Linked DNA regions of Mus musculus: region 1 is linked to region 2. A link is a contact called in public Hi-C data. All regions are on one chromosome and are shown on one strand. The core of a region is the stretch at or near the end of the contact, and the rest is flanking DNA. Distances in the headings are between cores, read along the strand shown.

Region 1 (5,385 bases), core at 418-2,917, 82 kb after region 2:
TGTTACTGTGAGACTTCTAATGAGAGAGCTGGATGAAAATAACTGTCAGTACCTTAGTATCCAAACAACAACCTCTCAGACACTGCAGGGCAAGCAGGGTGCTTTGTGGTGAGGTCACAGAAGAGTGAAGGATGGGCTTGACATACCTTTAAAGTTATCTCCATAGAACTATGGCAATCTATGAAAAACAAGCCTGAATACTCTATGTAGGGAAGTAAAATAAGCTTTGAATATTAATGAAATATATCTTATGCTCAGGCAAGAAGTTTCAATTTTGTAGTAAGAATGAATAAATTACTGAAACTCAAGAAGTTTCAGTGAAGTTGAAAAACTATCTCAATTGCACCTAAGAGAAAATTATGACAAGAAATAGTAAGCGGTTCCTTATCAGATATTAAAATAGCCCAGCATCTGGGAAGCAGAGACAAGCAGATTTCTGTGAGTTAGAGGCCAGCCTTTTCTACACAGTGAGATCCAGGCCCAGCCACTATCCCAAACGAACAATAGCAACAAGAATCCTAAAACTTCACTGTAAGGCCACAGCAACTGAACAAGTCTGAGTTTTGAATGAAAACTAGAAGAAACCTGAGGAAGAAAAGTCACACTTTTAAATTAGGCTCACACATAGAGAGGGTCATCAAGTATGGTAGACATTTCACAGCCCTGGGAAGGGTCTACTTTGGGTTTGGCTTTATTTTAGTGGTGGCACCAAACTGAATAGTGAGGATAGGTCACCAGCCCAATCATAAAAATACTAGATGAAAATGTCTTAGGACACAAAGGTTTAAAAGTCATAAGCAAGGTCTGGAGAGATGGGTCAGCAGTGAAAAGCATGTAATGCCCTTGCCAGGCCCTGAGCTTAGTTCTCAGAACCCGTGTCAGGCAGGTCACAATCGCCTGCATCTCTAGGTCCAGGCACGGTGATGCCTCTGGCTTCTGTGGGTACCCACACTCATGGGGACATACCCACACATAGATACACTATTTAAAAAGAACAAAAGTAAATCATTTATAAATAGTCACAAAATTTAAAAATTGCTGACATCAATTTTCTGATGATTTCTAAAGTCTTTATAGAAAAAAAAATTAACATAAATGCAAGGGTAGTCAAAGACCAAACCCTGGGAAAACATCTACCATTGATTTGCTCTGTAAAATCCATGCAGGGTGGAATACTAATGAGCGTGCACTGATGGGAGAGGAGAGAACGCAATCAAAATGACTGGCTGCACGCTTTGATGTTTAATAATCCAATTTAATAAAACAGTAAACTTAATAAAAAAAACTGTAACTGTTTCGCAGCTGTTGTTAGAGGTATGTAACAAGTTACCCCCACCCTTAGGACTCATGTTCTCTCTGTTCTGCGCTCAGCTCAGCTCAGCTCAGCTCGTGACACTGCAGTCAAGCTGTTCGCTGGGGCTGCAGTCTCCAGAAACAAGGGACACCCTTCTAGGCTCCTATCCAGGGCTGCTGCTGGCCTCAGTTCTTCCCTGGCCATTGACCAGACCTCAGTCTCCTTCTGCACAGGCTTCTCCTTAGATTGCCCACAGTGGGGCAATAATCCAACAGAGAGAAAGAGGCCATCCAAATGAAGCCATAGGCTGCTCTTAACCCAGTCTCAGAGGGAGGGATGCCCCATCATCTCTGCAGTATTCTGTTCTATTTTAGACGTGAGTCTCTAAATGCAGCCCACACTCAGAATGAGAGAAGACAACACAGGGCACGAGGACCAGGGAGAGGGATGCTGGGAAACTGAGAGCCATCCTGGAGGCTGAGCATCAGAGTACAGGATAAATGATAAATGCATGATAGGCCATAGGCAGGCAGGCAGGCAGATAGACAGGTAGGCAGGCAGGTAGATAGATAGACAGGTAGACAGAAAGGCAGGCAAGCAGACAGGCAGGCAGGTAGGCAGACAAACAGGCAGACAGACAGACAGGCAGACAGACAGACAGGCAGGCAGGCAGGCAGATAGTTGATAAACATGATAGCTGATAAAGGATAGCTGATATATGATAAATTATACATGATAAATGATAGATATACATATAATTAATCGATTATAGATAGAGGATAAATGATAGGTGATAGATAACTAGATAAGTGATAGGTAACAGACGTATGGATGCTAGATAGGATAGATAAACACTAGAAAAACAGTGATAGATAACAGATGCTAGATACAGACAGAAAACTGACAGATGACTAGGTAAACGATGACAGATAAATAGATGCTCGATGGATAATGAATAGATAATTGACTAAATGAGAGATCGGATGATGATAGAGTAGCTTGGCTGACAGATGACAAGCATAGATGTGGCTGATACAGACATCATCTGCAGGAAGAGGATTATACATCCCTGCTTGCTTAAAATAGCTCTCACGCATGCCAGTCGTCCTGGCAAAACCTGTAGATTTCACCTCAAGTATCCTAGCTAGGCACCATTCAGAAGGCTATACGTGGAAGTCTACCATGACTGGTCGGCAGGGCTAAGATCCAGAGAGCTTCTATACTGCCTCACACCCTTCCATTAAGCTTTAGTTTTATTAGAAAAATACACGGTTTCATTTTACACATGTGCACTGCAACTCTGAGATACCTTCCTGAATAACACCGAACATTATCACAGACATTTCAGAGGCAGGCTCCAAAGCCCAAAGAAAGTTCTCTGGGGCTTTCAGCCGCCAAGCGGAATGGCAGACGCTACATTGTTACACAGCAATTGTTTCACAGAACCTCTCTGCTGAGCTCTGCCACTCTGGCTTCTCACAGGAGTCCGGGCTTCAGCTCCGTGACCACAGCACAGTTAATAATGTATTTCCACCGCACACGTCTCACCGATGCCAAAAGGAGGAAGGCCAGCATAGAGGCACTGAAGGGAGCAGGTGAATTCTTTACTACGCAGACATCAGGCAGATGCAGATGGAGGAGGGAGGACCCCTTCCTGGCCTGGTGAAGGCTCAAGGCTGTGGTTTTAGAGAAAGTGAAAGGGGTAGATGGGCTGTAACTCCCATTCCGGGACTGCAGCTTTATAACCTTAACCTAGGATTCATCGTCTCAGCAAAATGTGTGGTAGCTCGTGTGGTGACTCTTGCCTGGAATCCCGGTACTCGGGGAGGCTGGAGCTGAAAGGATTGCTGCGAAGTTCTGAGCCAACCTGGGCTACATAGTGAGCAGTAGAGCAGCTTAGGCTTTAAAGTGAGACCCTATCTCAAAAGAAAAGATACAAATAACAAGACTGAAATCCTCAGTGTGAAGACTAAACACCTCCTACAAAAAGGAAGGTACCGAGCCCTGGAGAAAGGCCATTCACCCACAGGATAACAGCTAAGTTCCTTCATTTTCTTGGGCTTCAGTCTCTCCACTAACACACCAGGATGATGTCACCCTACAGGGTCACCAGGATGATGTCATAATACAGAGCCACCAGGATGTTGTCAGCACTCATCCAGAACTTATCAGAGGGAACAACACTGAACATTCCTTGAATGCTGGTCACTACCATTAAAGATCCATCTTGGGCAAACAGTATAGCCTTTTCTCTATGAAAGAGGGTCAATAACATGTTCCTCACTTAGTGCTTGTGAGTGTTAAATGCAACATATAACATATAATGCATAAAACAGAATTAACATAGGGAAACCAAAAATAAACAACTATATTACTAGAGATATCATTGTTTAGAAAACTAAGCTTAAAATCTGGGGTTAGCGCAACAGACACATTGCGCAGACAGCCTGTACCATGGTGCTCACACGTAATTGGGGCTCGGTAAATGTTAATTAAATCTGAACTTAATTTCCCATATTGCATCTCTATTTTAAAAGCTTTTGGACTGTGTACAAGTGATAAATCTTGGAACCTGATACACAAGGAACAATCTCACAGCGTCTTTGCTGGGTCTTTCGTTTTGTCACAGGGTTTTCAGTGGGCTTTCATCCTGGAGGTGCAGCAGGTGAGGTACCTGGTTACATGACCCGGTCCCCAAAAGGGCCACTATAGAGACTAACCAGCAGGCCAGCCCTGTATCCTCATGTGGCTAGCATGCTGAGGAGTGTGGATTCTTCCCTTCCTGAAGAAGAGAGAGGACATAAGAGAACACAGATCTGGAAGCTGGCCAGGAAGGCATCGTTCCCCAGTTTGTTGGTAGACAAGATCTACTCCTGAGCTCCCTGGGATAGGAGAAACAGCAAAAAAAAGAGCTGACAGTAGGAGATGACACAAGGCAAGACAGCAAGGCACAGTCACGGAGAGAAGAGAAAAGGAGAGAGGAAAGAGATGGAGGAGGGAGAGGGAAAGAGGGAGCACCATATTGTTTGTTCAGGGTGTCCTTTTGTGGTAGAGCATTTGCTCTATGTATGAGGCTCTGCATTGGAATGACCAGGTTTGAGGATACAGCCCCTTATTCAGTGAGTAACTGTATCAAAATAGGAGGCTGTTTCCTCTTCTCCGAGTGCCTCACAGAAACCACCGTGACTTTTTAAGTTAAGAACACCATCACGGTTAGAGACTAGCTTCCTCTCAGCCTGTTAGTAAGCCGGCCAAGGCAGAGAAGAAGCAGGCCTTCTGGCACCCAGTGGACACACACAGGGAAAAACTGAGAAGGTAGGCAGGGGCAGCAATGGAGTGTCATGTTCTTATCATGGCTACCACTTCTCCATAGGCAGAGGGAAAACATGGGAGGAGATGTATGGGAGGCTCCAAACCAACCATCGTAAATATCAAGGATGTCTACAGCAAGGAGCAGCAGACTCCATCCCAGATCAATATTCTATTCCTGGGCTGTGAAGAAAGCTGAGTCAGAAATGAAAGAGATGCTACAACCGACAACGAGTGGAGCAGTGACAAGCCAAGATGACACCCCTGGCCTGGAAAGGAAGAGAAGGGCCTCTTGTGGGTAGCATACACTAGGATTCCACGTAAGAACACTGGTTGTGAGCAGAGGGTGGACTCTTCCCCCACCAGGATTCAATCAAGGCAGAGACTCATCAAAACAGCTAAGTGGGAGGGGAGGTAGAGTGGGGTGGGATGCTAGTGATGGCTGTGTGCTGTAACAGTTTCCTCCAAGATTGAACTCCTTAAAGGTGAAGTAAACCACTCAAAATAACTTCGGGGAGTCCCTAAAACTGACCACATTCACTTACCACCAGATTAAGCAATAAAAACTATGAGTCCCTCTTAAGGGGGGAAGCCAAATGCAAAGACTCTGAGGCCAGACCAGCTGCCTGGAAGAAGCTGAAACCGCGTGCCTACTGGAGGCTTAGACCAGAGTCGCTTGGATCCCTCCAACCTGTTGAGCTACCTGCAGGCTGGCCTGTGTGGTCCAAGTTCCCAGCTTTAGGGAGCTGTCCCCCATACTGGGTGGGCTTTGTTGATGTACC
Region 2 (5,695 bases), core at 78-2,577:
AAGCATGTAAGAGACCCATCAGGAACCGAAAATCTACAATTTAACTCCTGCTAACAATACTAGGAAAACTGCTAACAATGAAGAAAATGACGGTATCTTAAAAATGATTTTGAAGGCTACATGAAGAAACAAGTTTGAAGCGCACTTGGTCAGACTCGAGGGGGTGCCTGTGTGCTCCCCTTCCTGTCAAATCCTGTGAGTTCACCTGGGCGCTTCCTCAACTAGAGACTGACCCCAATGCTTCCATCATGGCTGCCACGTTTTCTGGAATTAATGCAAAAGAGAATGACTGGCCCAGCTTGAGACCCATGCCATGACAGAGAACCTGACACTCCTGACAGCTTGGCACACCCTGACACTGCTAATGATGCTCTGTTATGCTTGCAGACAGCAGACTAGCATAACTGTCCTCTGAGAGGCTTCACCCAGAAACAGATGCAGAGACCCACAGCCAAACACTAAGCAGAGCTTGTAGAATCCTGTGGAAAAGGGGGAGGAAGGATTGAAGGAGCCAGAGGGGTCAAGGGCACCACAAGAAAATCTACAGAATCAACTAACCTGAGCCCATAGGGGCTCATAGAGACTGGTCTGTCAACCAGAGAGCATGCATGGGATGGACCTAGGCCCTCTGCACATATGTAACAGTCCTGCGGTTGGGTCTTCATGTGGGACTCCTAAAGCAGGAGCGGGGCTATCTCTGGCTACATTGCCTGCTTTTGGATCCCTTTCCCCTAACTGGGCTGTCCTCAATAGAAGAATATGTGCATAATACTCCTGCAACTTGATAGGCCAAGTGTGGTTGACATCCATGGGAGGCCTCTTCTTCTTCTCAAAGAAGGGGAGGGGGGAAAGTCAGGGAGAAGGGGAGGGAGAAGGAAGGGACAGGGAGGAGAAGAGGGATGGGAAGCTAAAATTAGAATGTGAATTAATTAATTAATATTTTTCAAAAAGGATTTTCCACCTGTCAAGGAAGGTCTGACAAAGCAGAACCAATCTATCATCACCACACATTCTTGTACATTCTGAAGACATTGCTGTCTTGATGCATGCGTGTGGTAAATTGGTCATTTCTTTGTTTTTGTTTCAACATGTCAGTTCACAGTGGCTGATCACAAAGTAGGACCAGTGCCAGCGCATGACATAGGAGTAGTAATGAGTGGGCAGGATGCTGTGCTGTGCTCTGAGCAAAATATTCAACCCCCTGTCATTCACGCCACTTCTAGCAGAGAGAAGCCAAACCGCAGAGGAAGCATGAAATACCTAGGATGAGGACGGATGCCTGTAATACTTGCCTGGTTTATTTACGATTCCCTCCTCCATCCTTCCTGCCTGTCCAGATGGCTTCCCTCTTTGTCTGCAGAGAGGCTGAAATATGCTCACTCCCTTTAAGATGCAAATGATGTCGCAAACCTCCCTCTTTGGTTCCCCCCACAAAGAGAAACCAGGGAGTCTTACCTCTGGCGAATTATGCTGGGGTTAGCTGTCACCAACTGAGTTTTGGAACCGACATCTCTGGTGTACTCACTTGACAAGGGAGGCAGGTTGCACCTAGAAAAGCAGAAAGGGATGTTTTAGAATGACTCACACACTTGTAAATCAAGTCTGTGATTAGAACACAAAGAGGGAAGTTGGCTCGATTGATTTACAAGTAACTGTTTTCTTTCCCTTTCCCTTTTCTTGCACTTTAGTGGACGAATTAGCCATTAGCATCATCAAATGTTGGGGGGGGGGTGGCTTGGTTGTTTGGTTTGGTGCTGTTTTTGTTTGTTCTTGGTTTTTTGGTGTGTGTGTGTGTGTGAGTGTGTGTATGTGTGTATGTAAGTGTGTGTATGTGTGTGTGTGTGTGTGTGAGAGTGTGTGTATATGTGTATGTAAGTGTGTGTATGTGTGTGTGTGTGTGAGAGTGTATGTGTGTATGTAAGTGTGTGTATATGTGTATGTAAGTGTGTGTGTGTGTGAGAGTGTGTGTATGTGTGTATGTAAGTGTGTGTATATGTGTATGTAAGTGTGTGTGAGTGTGTGTATGTGTGTATGTAAGTGTGTGTATATATGTATGTAAGTGTGTGTGTGAGAGTGTGTGTATGTGTGTATGTAAGTGTGTGTATATGTGTATGTAAGTGTGTGTGTGTGTGTGTGTGTGTGTTGTGTGCATGCACACTGTTTTAGAAGAAGTGACAGAAGTAGCTGATCTACCAAAAGAAAGGAATGTATCTGTTTTGTTGTTTTTAAAGTGTGGTGTCATACACCTGCAATCCTACAGTTGCGAGGTAGAGACAAGAGGGTAACGGTTCACACGCAACCTTAATTTCATAGTGAATTTGAGGTTATCCTGGGCTACATGAAACCTTGTGTCATAAATAAATAAGTAAGTAAATAAATAAGTAAATAAATAAATAAATAAATAAATAAATGTGTGCTTGAGAAATGGCTCAGCTCTTAGGAGTGTTAACTGCTCTTGCAACAGACCAGGACTCAGTACCCACGTGGCACCCCATAATATAAATATAAATCCAACTCCAGGACATCCAATGCCCTCTTCTGGTTTCTGCTGGCACCCATACACATGTGATGCTTATAAACTCACACAGACATATGCAAATTCACACAAAATAAATCTTTATAAGTAATGAAAAAAAAAAAAGAAACAGCACTTGAAGCGGCAGGACAGAGTATGTTAAATTTGACGTGAGGGCTCAGGAGGTAGAGGGCTTATGTCACTACCCACAAGCTCTACACATAAACACTGATGAATTATGCTGCTCACCCATGGTTTTCTTTATTTTCCAAATATTAACATTATAGCAGCACTTTCTGGGCCACGTATGTCAGCTAACCTAACTCATGAATATTTTGTGTATGTAGCCAAGGGATAGGTTGGTTAGGGTGATGACACAAGGGCTCATTACCCAACAAACTGTGAGAGCAGTGTGTGTGTGTGTACACTAGCACACATGTGCATGTACATGAATATACACAAGTGCACACATGTGGGAACAGAAGCCAACATTAACTGTCTTCCTCTGTCACTTTCCACCTTATTTTTTGAGGCAAAGTCCCTCACTGAACTTGCAGTTCACTGATTGGCTGTACCGCCTGGCCAGGGAGCTTCAGGCATCCTCCTGTCTCCACTTCATGGCACAGGGACTATAAATCCATGCCTCCGTACCTGGCTTTTGTTTGAGTGCTGGGGGGTGGAACTCAGACCCCTAAGCCTGTATGGTTAACACTTTCCCAACTTAGCCATGTTACCAGCCCCAAAAGAGATGTGTTCTCCATGAGAGGAAGCAGTCACCCCACTTGGGCCCCCAAACTCCATCCCTACACTAATCGTTTCTCTTGGTTACGATGTCCTAGGACTGTATACAGTGGGAAACACGGCTATTTCACACCCACAGCTGTGACTTTCTGTGGGCATCGGGAGGGTCATTCATTTCTCTGGCCACAGTTCCTCCGTGAACTGAAACTAAGACAATGACTTTGCTTTTCTTCCTGAGCCATAGTAAGGACTAAGAAACCTCAGCTGAAAGTCTCTATTCTAATGCCAAAAAAATAAAAAAGAGAGAGAGAGAGAGAGAGTTCAAAACTATCATGTCAGAAATCTGATTTTTGTATACAGTGTAAGTTCTCTCCTCTCCAGCCACATGTCTGACTTGACTCCTGCCACATCAAGGCATGTCTAACTTGTATCGTTTATTTATAGAAAAGGTTGTTTTTACAAATACCGTGGTCTCTGTGAGCTGTTACATTTTCTCTACTGATGGATGTGCCTTGGGAGATGAAACTGCCCACCCACCTGTCAGCTGATCTGCCCCCATCCCCAGTTCCTTTTTCTTTTGAGCCTTATGACTCCAGCCACAACAGGCCAATGGGGTGGAACTGTCTCCACATTGATTTAAAATCTCCCTTTCATCTGTGTATGGGTAATAAAAAACTGCATTTTCTGGTAAACACACACAGGTCAGTCATGCTCACTGGAAGGAAGCAGTAGACACCAGAGAAAGCAGAGGAGTTGCTGGTCACCAAGCCCTCTCCTGAGGCATCATCTCCAAGCTCATGGTGATATCACACTCCACATGGCTTCCTGGGGAGTCGTGTGGAAGAATGGACTCAGACATCAATACGAGGCTGCATCTGGCCACAGTATGAATCAGATCATGATTGCATGATTTAACTGATCTTTGCAAAGACAAGATGACTCCCAAATAAAACCCAAGCCAAGATTTGGATGTGTTCCTTTAGGAAGATTTGATCTTGACCGCCCTTGATCTGAGAATGAACTGTGGTTTTTAACCCTTGCTAGAGAGTCCTCATAACCTGTTTTGCCAATAACAAATTAGTTTTCATGTATAAATATTTTGTGTCTGTAGTGAGTTTGGTCAGATGCTGCTTGCATTGGAATGCTAAATACTGGCCCCTAAAGCCTAGCTTCTTTCCCACAGGGAATCCTCGTATAGACCCTAGTGACACTATGTGACCTTGCCTCCCAAGTTATTACTGATTGGTTAATAGAGATGCCTGTAGCCTATAAGGGGTAGAGTTGAGATAGGTAGGGTTTGAGGTTCCCAGAAGAGAACCCTGAAGAGGAGAAGAGGGAGGGAGAAAGAAGGAAGTCGTCCTGGGGTAAGTGAGTCATAAAAATAAGGCCATGAGGTCTAGCCATTTGGAGTTAAGCGCTGCCCAGATGGAATGTGGCAAATTATAAAGTGGGGTTATCAATGGAGAAATAGATTCTAATAGCATAGAGGGTAGTTATCTGCCCAGCACCTGTGCTGATTAAGGCTTATTATAAACGTAAAAGTTGTTCATCTTTTTTTCTGGGAACTGAATGATCAAAAGCAGGGTAGAAGCCCCTAGTTGAGATTAAATATCTCCACATCATGTGTCCTTCTATGTTCCACAATTCGTATGCCTGGATCCATTTATATCTTCTAACACAGAGTAAAAACTTCAAGAAAAGTTTTGTCAGTAAACAAACAAATAAAACCCCTGAAACCAAAACAACAGCACAATTCACAAAAACAGATTCTTCCTGTAACAGAGGGGCTCTCGTAGCAAGCGAGATTTTATGTGTGGCTTTCTGAAATCTAACGATAACGTCTGCCTTCTGCTCTGGCTAAATACTCCTTCCCAACATAAACAGCAGGGGCCTATTCTGTATCTCTTTTCTTAGGAAAAATGTACTATGATTTTGGTTCCTCAATTCCTAAATTGATAATTACATGGATTTACATAAATGGCCCATTTAACACAGCCAAATTGTTTCTAATAAGGCATAATTGTGTAAAGCGTCCCAAAGTTCACTTTACTGCTTGTTGGCACAACTGAGAGACAGCAGTGGCTTCAAGTGCCTTCATAGTGGTAATGCTTGTGATCCAGACAGACATCCAAGCACAGAAGAGCGAGGAGTTCTTTGAATTGGTGAGTAAGTGAGGAATGGATAGGGGCTGGAGAGATGGCTCAGCGGGTAAGAGCACTGACTGCTCTTCTGAATGTCCTGAGTTCAAATCCCAGCAAACACATGATGGTTCACAACCACCCATAATGAGATCTGACGGCCTCTTCTGCTGCTCTCTGAAGACAGCTACAGTGTACTTATTTATAATAGTAAATATATCTTTGGGCCTGAGCAAGCGGGGCCGACCAGAGGGAGTGGGGTTGACCGAAGTGAGCAGAAGTCCTAAATTCAATTCCCAAC

The links. A called contact is a pair of places that touch in the nucleus more often than the background predicts.
Region 1: a Hi-C map of cortical neurons shows a contact between it and region 2, with 1.8 times the contacts expected there. The contact joins two enhancer-like sites. A contact is called at or near these places in 1 of 15 datasets of contacts at CTCF or cohesin (CD8 T cells), 19 of 484 Hi-C or Micro-C datasets (CD4 T cells, CD8 T cells, the HPC-5 cell line and 13 more) and 13 of 115 datasets of contacts at active chromatin or transcription factors (CD8 T cells, DN3 thymocytes, bone marrow-derived dendritic cells and 10 more).

The regions. Positions count from the first base shown.
Region 1 is chr6:142,947,619-142,953,003 of GRCm38.p6, forward strand. The region is part of intron 1 of St8sia1 (ST8 alpha-N-acetyl-neuraminide alpha-2,8-sialyltransferase 1); the gene reads right to left. Among named protein-coding and RNA genes, the nearest start is that of St8sia1, 14 kb to the right of the region's middle. Within about 2 kb of position 1,668, at least 78 of the 459 cell types and tissues checked have an H3K27ac peak or open chromatin away from gene starts, as enhancers often do. A contact at or near this core is called in CD8 T cells, Th1 cells, brain and 7 more, where this site is marked.
Region 2 is chr6:142,866,399-142,872,093 of GRCm38.p6, forward strand. It overlaps St8sia1 (ST8 alpha-N-acetyl-neuraminide alpha-2,8-sialyltransferase 1), which reads right to left. Exons shown (of 5, transcript NM_011374.2): 4 at 1,456-1,548. Among named protein-coding and RNA genes, the nearest start is that of Gm7457, 55 kb to the left of the region's middle. Within about 2 kb of position 1,328, at least 160 of the 459 cell types and tissues checked have an H3K27ac peak or open chromatin away from gene starts, as enhancers often do. A contact at or near this core is called in CD8 T cells, Th1 cells, brain and 7 more, where this site is marked.